Regions from separate parts of the Mus musculus genome. Here region 2 is linked to region 1. Evidence: chromatin contacts called from public HiChIP or PLAC-seq data. All regions are on one chromosome and are shown on one strand. The core of a region is the stretch at or near the end of the contact, and the rest is flanking DNA. Distances in the headings are between cores, read along the strand shown.

Region 1 (3,768 bases), core at 142-2,641:
TCTGCTACTATACTGAGCCAGCCCAGTGATTTAAAAAATTAAAAAAAAAATTGTTTTGGCAGTTGGAAACCTTAATCCCAGCACCAGGGAGGCAGGGACAGGTGGATCTTTTGAGTCTGAGGTCATCCAGACTTACAAAGGGAATTCCAGGATAGCCAGGGCTACGTGGAGAAACTCTGCCTTACTGGGCACGGCACACACCATTGATCCGAGAGAGGGAGAAGCAGGTGATCTGTGTGAGTGAGTTCAGGGCCAGTATAGTGTACTGGTGAGTTTTAGGCCAGCCAGGGCTACACACCAATCTCTTATGCTTCCTTTTTCTTTTTCTTCTTGGAGACATGGTCTTCCTACATAGACCTGGCTGTCCTGGAATTCACTGGATAGATCAGGCTGCTCTCTAACTCAGAGACCCACCCGCCAAGTGCTGGATTAAAGGTATAGGACAATATGTTTGGCTCTTTTTATTTTATTTTGAGACAAGGACTTGCTGTCTCAAACAGCAACTTATACTTAAACTTATAACCCATGCTAGGCTTAAATTTGAAATCCTATTCCCTCTGGCTCCTGAAGTCCTGGGGTACAGGAATGTCTAACTATGTTGCAGATTCTTCCCTCTGGCTCCTGACGTCCTGGGTACAGGAGTGCCTACTGTGCTACTGAGGAACCGTGCTTTTATTGGTTTTAAATCGAGTTTCAGCAAACGTTTCTTTTGTTGTTTTGAGGCAGTCCCATGCATTCCTGGCTGGTCTTGAATCCCTGTGTAGCTGAAGATGATCTTGAATTCCTGATCCTCAGAATTAAACCCAAGGCCTTGCACATATATGCTAGACAATAGCACACAATAACTATATCCCTCATCATGGACTTTGTACTTTTACTTTCAAGTTTTATTTTTTATATATGTGATATTTGTGTGTACATATATGTGTGTGTGCCTGCAGAGACAGAGAGGGGCACTAGAGCCTCTAAGCTGGAGTTATGGGCAATTGTGAACTGCTAGATGTACATACTGGGAACCACACTTGGGTCCTCTGTAAGGGCTGTAATTATTCTCAACCGCAGGGCCATCTCTCCAGGCCCCAGCTTTGGACTTTGAATAGAGTTGGAAGCGTTAAAGATTATGGGGCTGTTCTGTTCTATCACGCTCAGCCTTATTCCCTTGAAACAAGGTGTTTTACTGACCCTGAAGCGCTGTTTCACGGTGTGTTCAGGACCCATCAGTCTCCCCATTCCAATACTGCAGTTAAAGGCACATGTGGCCACGCCTGGCTTTTGTGTGTGTTGAGGATTCAGACTCAGGTCCTCATGCCTGTGTAGCAAGTGTTCTTACCTATGAGTCATCGCCTAAGCCCCAGCTGTGTAGTCTTTGAGTGTGAACTTTGTAGATGACAATGGTGTATCATGATGTCAAAAGTTTGGTATGCCTTCAAGTACTCTGCCAGGGATGGTACTGTGTACATACCATCGCAGCACTCAGGGTCTGAAGCAGAGGGCATATGGGTAGGAGGCCAGACTGGGTTACATAGCAAGTACTAGGCCAGCTTGGGTTAAAGTCAAAATGTATAGAGAAGCTTGCCCTCAAAGCACAGTATGTCCACTCCTCCTGTGCCTCTGCCTCAAGGCAGCTCTGGGACAGTCACAGGGGAAAATGACACTTAGGCATTGTCACAATGTCACTGCAGCACTGGGAAGGGCTCACTACTGTTGGACCCTAAGGAAGAGTTCTCAGCAGTTTCTCACAGGAGCACTGTGTTCTGGTGTGGGAGGGTAGAAGTGATATTCTGAGTTCATGTCACTGTGGAGGAAAAAAAAATCAAACTCCAAAGGCACCAACCTTCTTCCTTCCCTTCCCTTCCTTCCTGTCCCAAAGCAAACTCTTCTGGGTAGGACTGATAAGGCTCCTAGGGCTACCAGAAGCCTTGCTCAAAAAGGCACAGAGGGAGACATACCCTTCTTCCACGGTGACAGAGTTCATGAGGAGGCAATTGGTAATAGACGTTCTGTCTCGTATGACACAGGATGAGCCAATGACAGAGTGCTTAATAGATGACTTCTCTCCAATTTGTGTATCTGGCCCGATGAGGCTATCAGCTCCAATCTGCAGAAGGCAAACAGAAACCCTGTCCATCCATCTCAACCAACTAGAAATCAACCCCCATTCTTTGAGCTGGTATCTAATGGAATCTTCCTATAGAAACAACTTAGGGTGGGTGATTAGCGGTATGTCTCAAGACCCAGTGGATCAAACAGCTTTCCTAATACCAGCTCCAACTAACACTGAAGTGTCAGCCCTCCTCTGACAAGAAAAAAAAAAAAAATCACATAAATCAACATATGTATGTACTCACATTTTGTATACTTAGCCCAGGTTGGCCTCCAAATTATCTTCCTGCCTTGGTCTCCGACTGGCTGATTACATGTTTAAACCAGGCATGGTGGCACACACCTTTAACCTCAGTACTTGGGAGGCAGAGGCAGGCTGATCTCTCTGAGTTTGAAGCCAACCCGGTTTAGTATTTACTTCCAGGACACAGAGCTACATTGTGAGACTTTGGCTCCAACCAACCAACCAACCAACCAGACAAACATAAGTTATACTATCACAACACCCTTTAGATGCACTCTCCTGAACAGAGCGTTCAAACTGGAAAGTAAAGAAAGGAGCAGAGTGAAAGCTCCTGCCCTGAGCCCAGCACCACATGGACTCCTGGTTGTAGGGTCATTATTTGCCCTGGAAATCTTTGTCCTCTTTTTACTCTGAGACAGGTCTTACTATGTAGCCCAGGTTAGCTTAGAACTTGCAATCCTCCTGTCTCAGGTCCTACTGCTCCAATTATAGGCATGTAATGCCATGCTGGGCCTCAGGAAGTCTCTTCCTCTTTTTTTTTTTTTTTTTCTTTCTTTTGTGGGGGAAGGGGGACAGAGAGGGCAGGATCTCACTATGTAGCTCTGGACAGCTTGGAACTTGCTATGCAGACCAGGCTGGCCTCAAACTCACAGAGCTCCATGTATTTGTCTACTGAGTTCTGGGATTAAAGCATGTGGCAGCTCTTTCCTCCTTTTTATTGCGTTTGGAGACAAGTTCTTACTATGAAACCCTAAGCATGTCTCCTTCTTGCTATGTATCTCAGGCTACCTTAGAACTCACAGTCCTTTTACTTTAGCCTCCTGAATGTCATGGCGGCAGGAGTGTGCCACTTCATCTAGCTTCAGGAAGTCTTCATTTTTTTTTAATCTTGACATATTTTTTTTATTAGATATTTTCTTCATTTATATTTCAAATGCTATCCCCAAAACCCCCTATGCCCTCCCTCCACGAAGTCTTTATTCTTGTGCAATACTGGAGACTGAACCCTGAGAGCCATCGATGCTGAGCTCTACCACTAAGCGAGAACCCCAGCCTTGTTTTTTACTATTTTGAGACAAGGTCTTATTCTTTCTCAGGGTAGCAATGCACGTGGCCGGGGAGCTCTGCCAGGTTTTAAATTTGTGATCTTCCTGGCTCAGCTGCTTCAATGCTGAGATTACAGCTGTGCCACCACATCTGCTAAGACTTCTTTCATACTGTGTGTGTGTGTGTGTGTGTGTGTGTGTGTGTGTGTGTAGATGCATGTGCACATGCTATGATACACATGTAGAAGTCAGAGAACAACTTGTTAAGAGTCATTTCTCTTCTTCCACAGTGAGAGTTCCAGGGACTGAATTCAAGTTGCCAGACTTAGCAGCATATAACATCTACTGAGGCATCTTGCCAGCCTGAGGAAGTCT
Region 2 (3,674 bases), core at 620-3,119, 55 kb before region 1:
CTGGGGTAATAAACCGTTTTTTCAGAACTTGAAGGCCTTATCATTCCCAGTAGACCGCGTGGACGGTAGCCACAGCAAACAGAGAAGGGTTGGTGAAGGTGGCAGAGGCCAGTCCATCGTGCACCGCATCCCAGAGTGCTCGGCTGACCACATGCACACCCTGTCCCTCGCGTGGCCCCAGCACCACGTTGCACACGAGTTTGTAGCGGGGTAGGTTGAGCTCCCTCACGCGGGTGTGTATCTGTTCACATAGTGCCTGCACCAGTTTCCCTGCCTCAGAACCGCAGTAGCACACACCGTTCAGCTGTGTGGTCAGTGCTGCCTCCAGGGCCCGCTGGGCACCTGCAGCTTCCCAGTGTTCCCCAGGCGCCGGTTCTAAGCGGTATGAGGGTGCCATCCTACGGGGAAGCATCAGGGGCAGCCCAGAAAAACTAACTCGTGAACCTAGAGGGGGCACTGGGCCCAGGGATGGTCGTCGACCTCCAGGACCCACTAAGGGTCCCGCCAGTGAGTTGCGGCGCGAAAAGGATGGGTGTAGGCCCGGCAGGGAGCCACGACGGGAGGCTGGGCCTGGGCCTATAGGTCGGGTCTCATCAATGCTGGGCAGGTGACCTCCAGGTTTCCCTGGTGGTAATTTCAGAGCCAGGTCTTTGGTAGTCTCCTCTTCCTGGCGTCTGGATGGCAGGGTCCTGCAAGCCATGGACCTGCCTGCTGGAAGATCCATACTTAGGAGTGGCCCTCATAGGCTGAGATCACCCTACATCCAGCCTCTTGCTCTGTGAAGTAGACACTTTTCTTTTTGAGTGTGTGCTCACACGACCTCTTGTGTGTTTGAGACAAGGTCTCATATGGCCTCCAACTCTCTCTTCCTCTCTCCTTTTTTTTTTTTTCTGAAACAGGGTTTCTCTGTGTAGCCCTGGCTGTCCTGAAAAATCACTCTGTAGACCAGGCTGGCCTGGAACTCAGAAATCCACCTGCCTCTGCCTCCCAAGTGCTGGGATTAAAGGCGAGCACCACCACTGCCCAGCTTTTCTTTCTTTTTTCTTTTTTTCTTTCTTAAAACAGTATTTCCCTTTGTAGCCCTGGCTGTCCTGGAACTGGCTTTGTAGACCAGGCTAGCCTCAAACTCATCAAGATCCATCTGTTTTCTGCTTCCTGAGTGCTGCGATCAAAGGCTGTTGTCAACTCTTTTATGTACCTGAGGCTGGCCTTGAACTCCATCTCCCTGCCTCCAACTCCGGAATGGTGGGATTATAGGCATGACTACATTCACTGTCTCCCTAGGAGACTATAGGCATATATACCTTGTCTATAGCCACTCCATAGCCCTTTCTTACCTGTACGTTTGGAACAAGTAGGTCAGATTGGGGCTGTGTGCCTACTAGGTGCTTAGAGCCGGTTAAGAGCTGTGAGAGACACAAGCAAGGAAAGGGGCTGCTTAGTCTATGGTCATGGAACCTCTACCCAGTGTTCCTTTCCCTTGGTCACAGGAGGCTAGATCCACTTCCCCTTTCTCCTCCCACTTGACTTCATCAGCAGAATGGGGACATGAAGCTGGTTTCTGGGTTTCTTCAATAGCCAGAAGGGACAGACCCGACTCCATCACTCCCACAGCTCTCTGTAGCCTCAGAGGTAGAGAACTTAATCATCTTCCCTGCTCTGTGTACGGTGGGACTTTTCTCCCTCTCCACCGGCTGCATCTGGAGGTGGGAGACATGGGGAGAAGCAACTTCCATCGTCCTGCTTGGGTCTCTAACTCCTTCGGAATCACCTATGAGACGGATGCCCTCTTCCCCTGAAACTCCCGCAGGCATCTGACTCACCTGCAGCCTTTGGCCTCCAAGCTCTGCTGGCCCCACAGTCTTCACTGAGCTGGCCTGACAGGCCTGTGGGCGAGGAAGGCTTGTGTTGTGCAGTTACCATGGGGCTGTGGCAAGCACACCTCTCCCTCCCAGAAATCCTTCCCCTGGCCAAACTCTGGAATAACCTAAGTGTTCCTGCTATGGGCACCTGCAGAAAGGAGGGGCGCTCTGAGTTACCAGGGAGAGAGGGTCCACGGGGGCTTGGAGTTCTAGGGCATCACAGGCTAAGGGAGCCGGTGCCGAGAGAGGTGCACTGTTCAGAAAGGTCCTAGTTTCAGAGCCACTATTTCATATGAATCTCTCCCTGCCTCTTCACCCTTAGCTAGCCTCCTCTAATTCACAGGTCCACGAGAGGAAAACCCACCAGGGGGCCACTGGATCTGGCCTGGCCATCTGTGAATAAGTCACGGGGGGGGGGGGGGGCTGGGATATGCTAAAACCTTGAGATTGCGGGGGCAGCTTCTTAGGAATTTAGTATCTGGGCTCACAGGAAAGAGCACGTCATGGTTCAGCATTCTCCCCAGCAGCCTCAACAAGGACAAACATTTCCGCTTCAGGGCAGGGTGGGGCTTGGATGACTTCCTTAGTTCAGAGCTATGTGCTGAAGGGAGGCCTATTGGTTCAGCGGGAAGGACCCAGGCCTGGCATGGCCATGACTCAGTGATTCTAAGTCCGGTTTCTTAACCTTTGCTGACCTACTCACGTGTCTGGGACCTGTAGGCAGCACCTCTTTCCTTAGGGGGATTGCTTTTCGGGGCTGCCAGAGGCTGCGCTACTCCTGTTAGAACTGACACCTCACCTCCCCTGCTCTGGGAGGTGTGGGGCTGCCCCCTCCCAGGCAAGCTAAGTCTGAGCCTTGAAAACCACACTTAGGTTTGAGAATTTTCCCTGATGGGGTGATGTCTCGGGTGTTTCTAAAATGCAGCCGTGGGAAGGGATTAGAAAAGCAGAGGCCTTGGATTCTGAACTCAGTGTAGGCGGGGAGCCAGCCAGCACTAGGGCCCTCAGACTCATCTTAGGGCCCTTCTACTGCTGATTTTTTTCCCCCCCTGGGCGTATAGGGAGATGGGCGGGGCCTCCTCAGGCTCAGCTCCAGTTTCTATGGAAACCCACAGGCTTCCCACCCAGCTGCTGCCTGGGCAGATTCCCAACCTGGGCCTCATCCACCACCAGCCTCTCCCGGGATCATAGGCCTTTCTAGCCCCAGCTTCTTCTCTGGGTCCTGTCTGCATCTGCATCCCTTTCCTGAACCTCAGGCCTTCTTTAAGGACCTGGGCCTTTCTGCTCCTATATTTTAGCTCCTCGGCAAACAGGCCTCCAGCTCCTGCCCTCCCTCTCAGGTCTTTCTTGGCCTGGCTAGGCCTTCTAGACTGTTCCACCCTTTAACCTACTGCCCACTGCACTTATGGAGAACCCAGGACTGGTGGTACGTGGGCAGGCTGCACCCTTTTCCACAGCACTTCGAAGCCTCATCAACAACCCCCAGTACAGGTGAGGCAGTGGCCCCCTGGGGGGTTTTCCCTAGCTGGCCTGTGAATTTGAGGAGGCTAAGGGCAAGGAAGCCCGGGAAAGAACACTTGGCCTCCCTGGGGAACTCAGTCTGTGAGGAAGTCAGCTATAGAGGAAATTTACTTGTCTGTGGCCACACTACCCTGAGAGTCAGAGGCGGGGGTAGTGGCAGATAGAAGGGAGGGCAGCTGTGTGAACTCAGGCAATGCCTGAGTTCTCTGGCTTCTCCTCCACCCCCTCGGCCCTGAAAGATGGGTTATGATTTGATTCACCCCCATTGGGCTTTCGACTGAGCACTGGAAC

The links. HiChIP or PLAC-seq counts read pairs in DNA pulled down with a chosen protein or histone mark.
Region 2: an HNF4G HiChIP or PLAC-seq map of pancreatic cancer cells shows a contact between it and region 1. The contact joins the promoter of Tctex1d4 here to the enhancer-like site in region 1. A contact is called at or near these places in 1 of 39 promoter capture datasets (macrophages), 3 of 15 datasets of contacts at CTCF or cohesin (CD8 T cells, the NIH/3T3 cell line and large pre-B cells), 5 of 484 Hi-C or Micro-C datasets (the G1E-ER4 cell line, cerebral cortex and embryonic stem cells), 12 of 115 datasets of contacts at active chromatin or transcription factors (the 230-238 cell line, the 3134 cell line, the SCID.adh cell line and 6 more) and 3 of 9 other capture datasets (adipose tissue, liver and pancreatic islet).

The regions. Positions count from the first base shown.
Region 1 is chr4:117,068,969-117,072,736 of GRCm38.p6, reverse strand. Eif2b3 (eukaryotic translation initiation factor 2B, subunit 3) reads right to left here. Exons shown (of 12, transcript NM_001111277.2): 10 at 1,950-2,098. Among named protein-coding and RNA genes, the nearest start is that of Ptch2, 25 kb to the left of the region's middle. Within about 2 kb of position 1,391, at least 24 of the 459 cell types and tissues checked have an H3K27ac peak or open chromatin away from gene starts, as enhancers often do. A contact at or near this core is called in pancreatic cancer cells and trophoblast stem cells, where this site is marked.
Region 2 is chr4:117,125,008-117,128,681 of GRCm38.p6, reverse strand. It overlaps Tctex1d4 (Tctex1 domain containing 4), which reads right to left and starts at 1,869. Exons shown (of 4, transcript NM_175030.2): 1 at 1,824-1,869; 2 at 1,594-1,700; 3 at 1,338-1,406; 4 at 1-711. The coding sequence starts at 700. The coding sequence ends at 41. Btbd19 (BTB (POZ) domain containing 19) reads left to right here and starts at 3,024. Exons shown (of 8, transcript NM_001384196.1): 1 at 3,024-3,353. The coding sequence starts at 3,268. It overlaps Plk3 (polo like kinase 3), which reads left to right. Exons shown (of 15, transcript NM_013807.3): 15 at 1-27.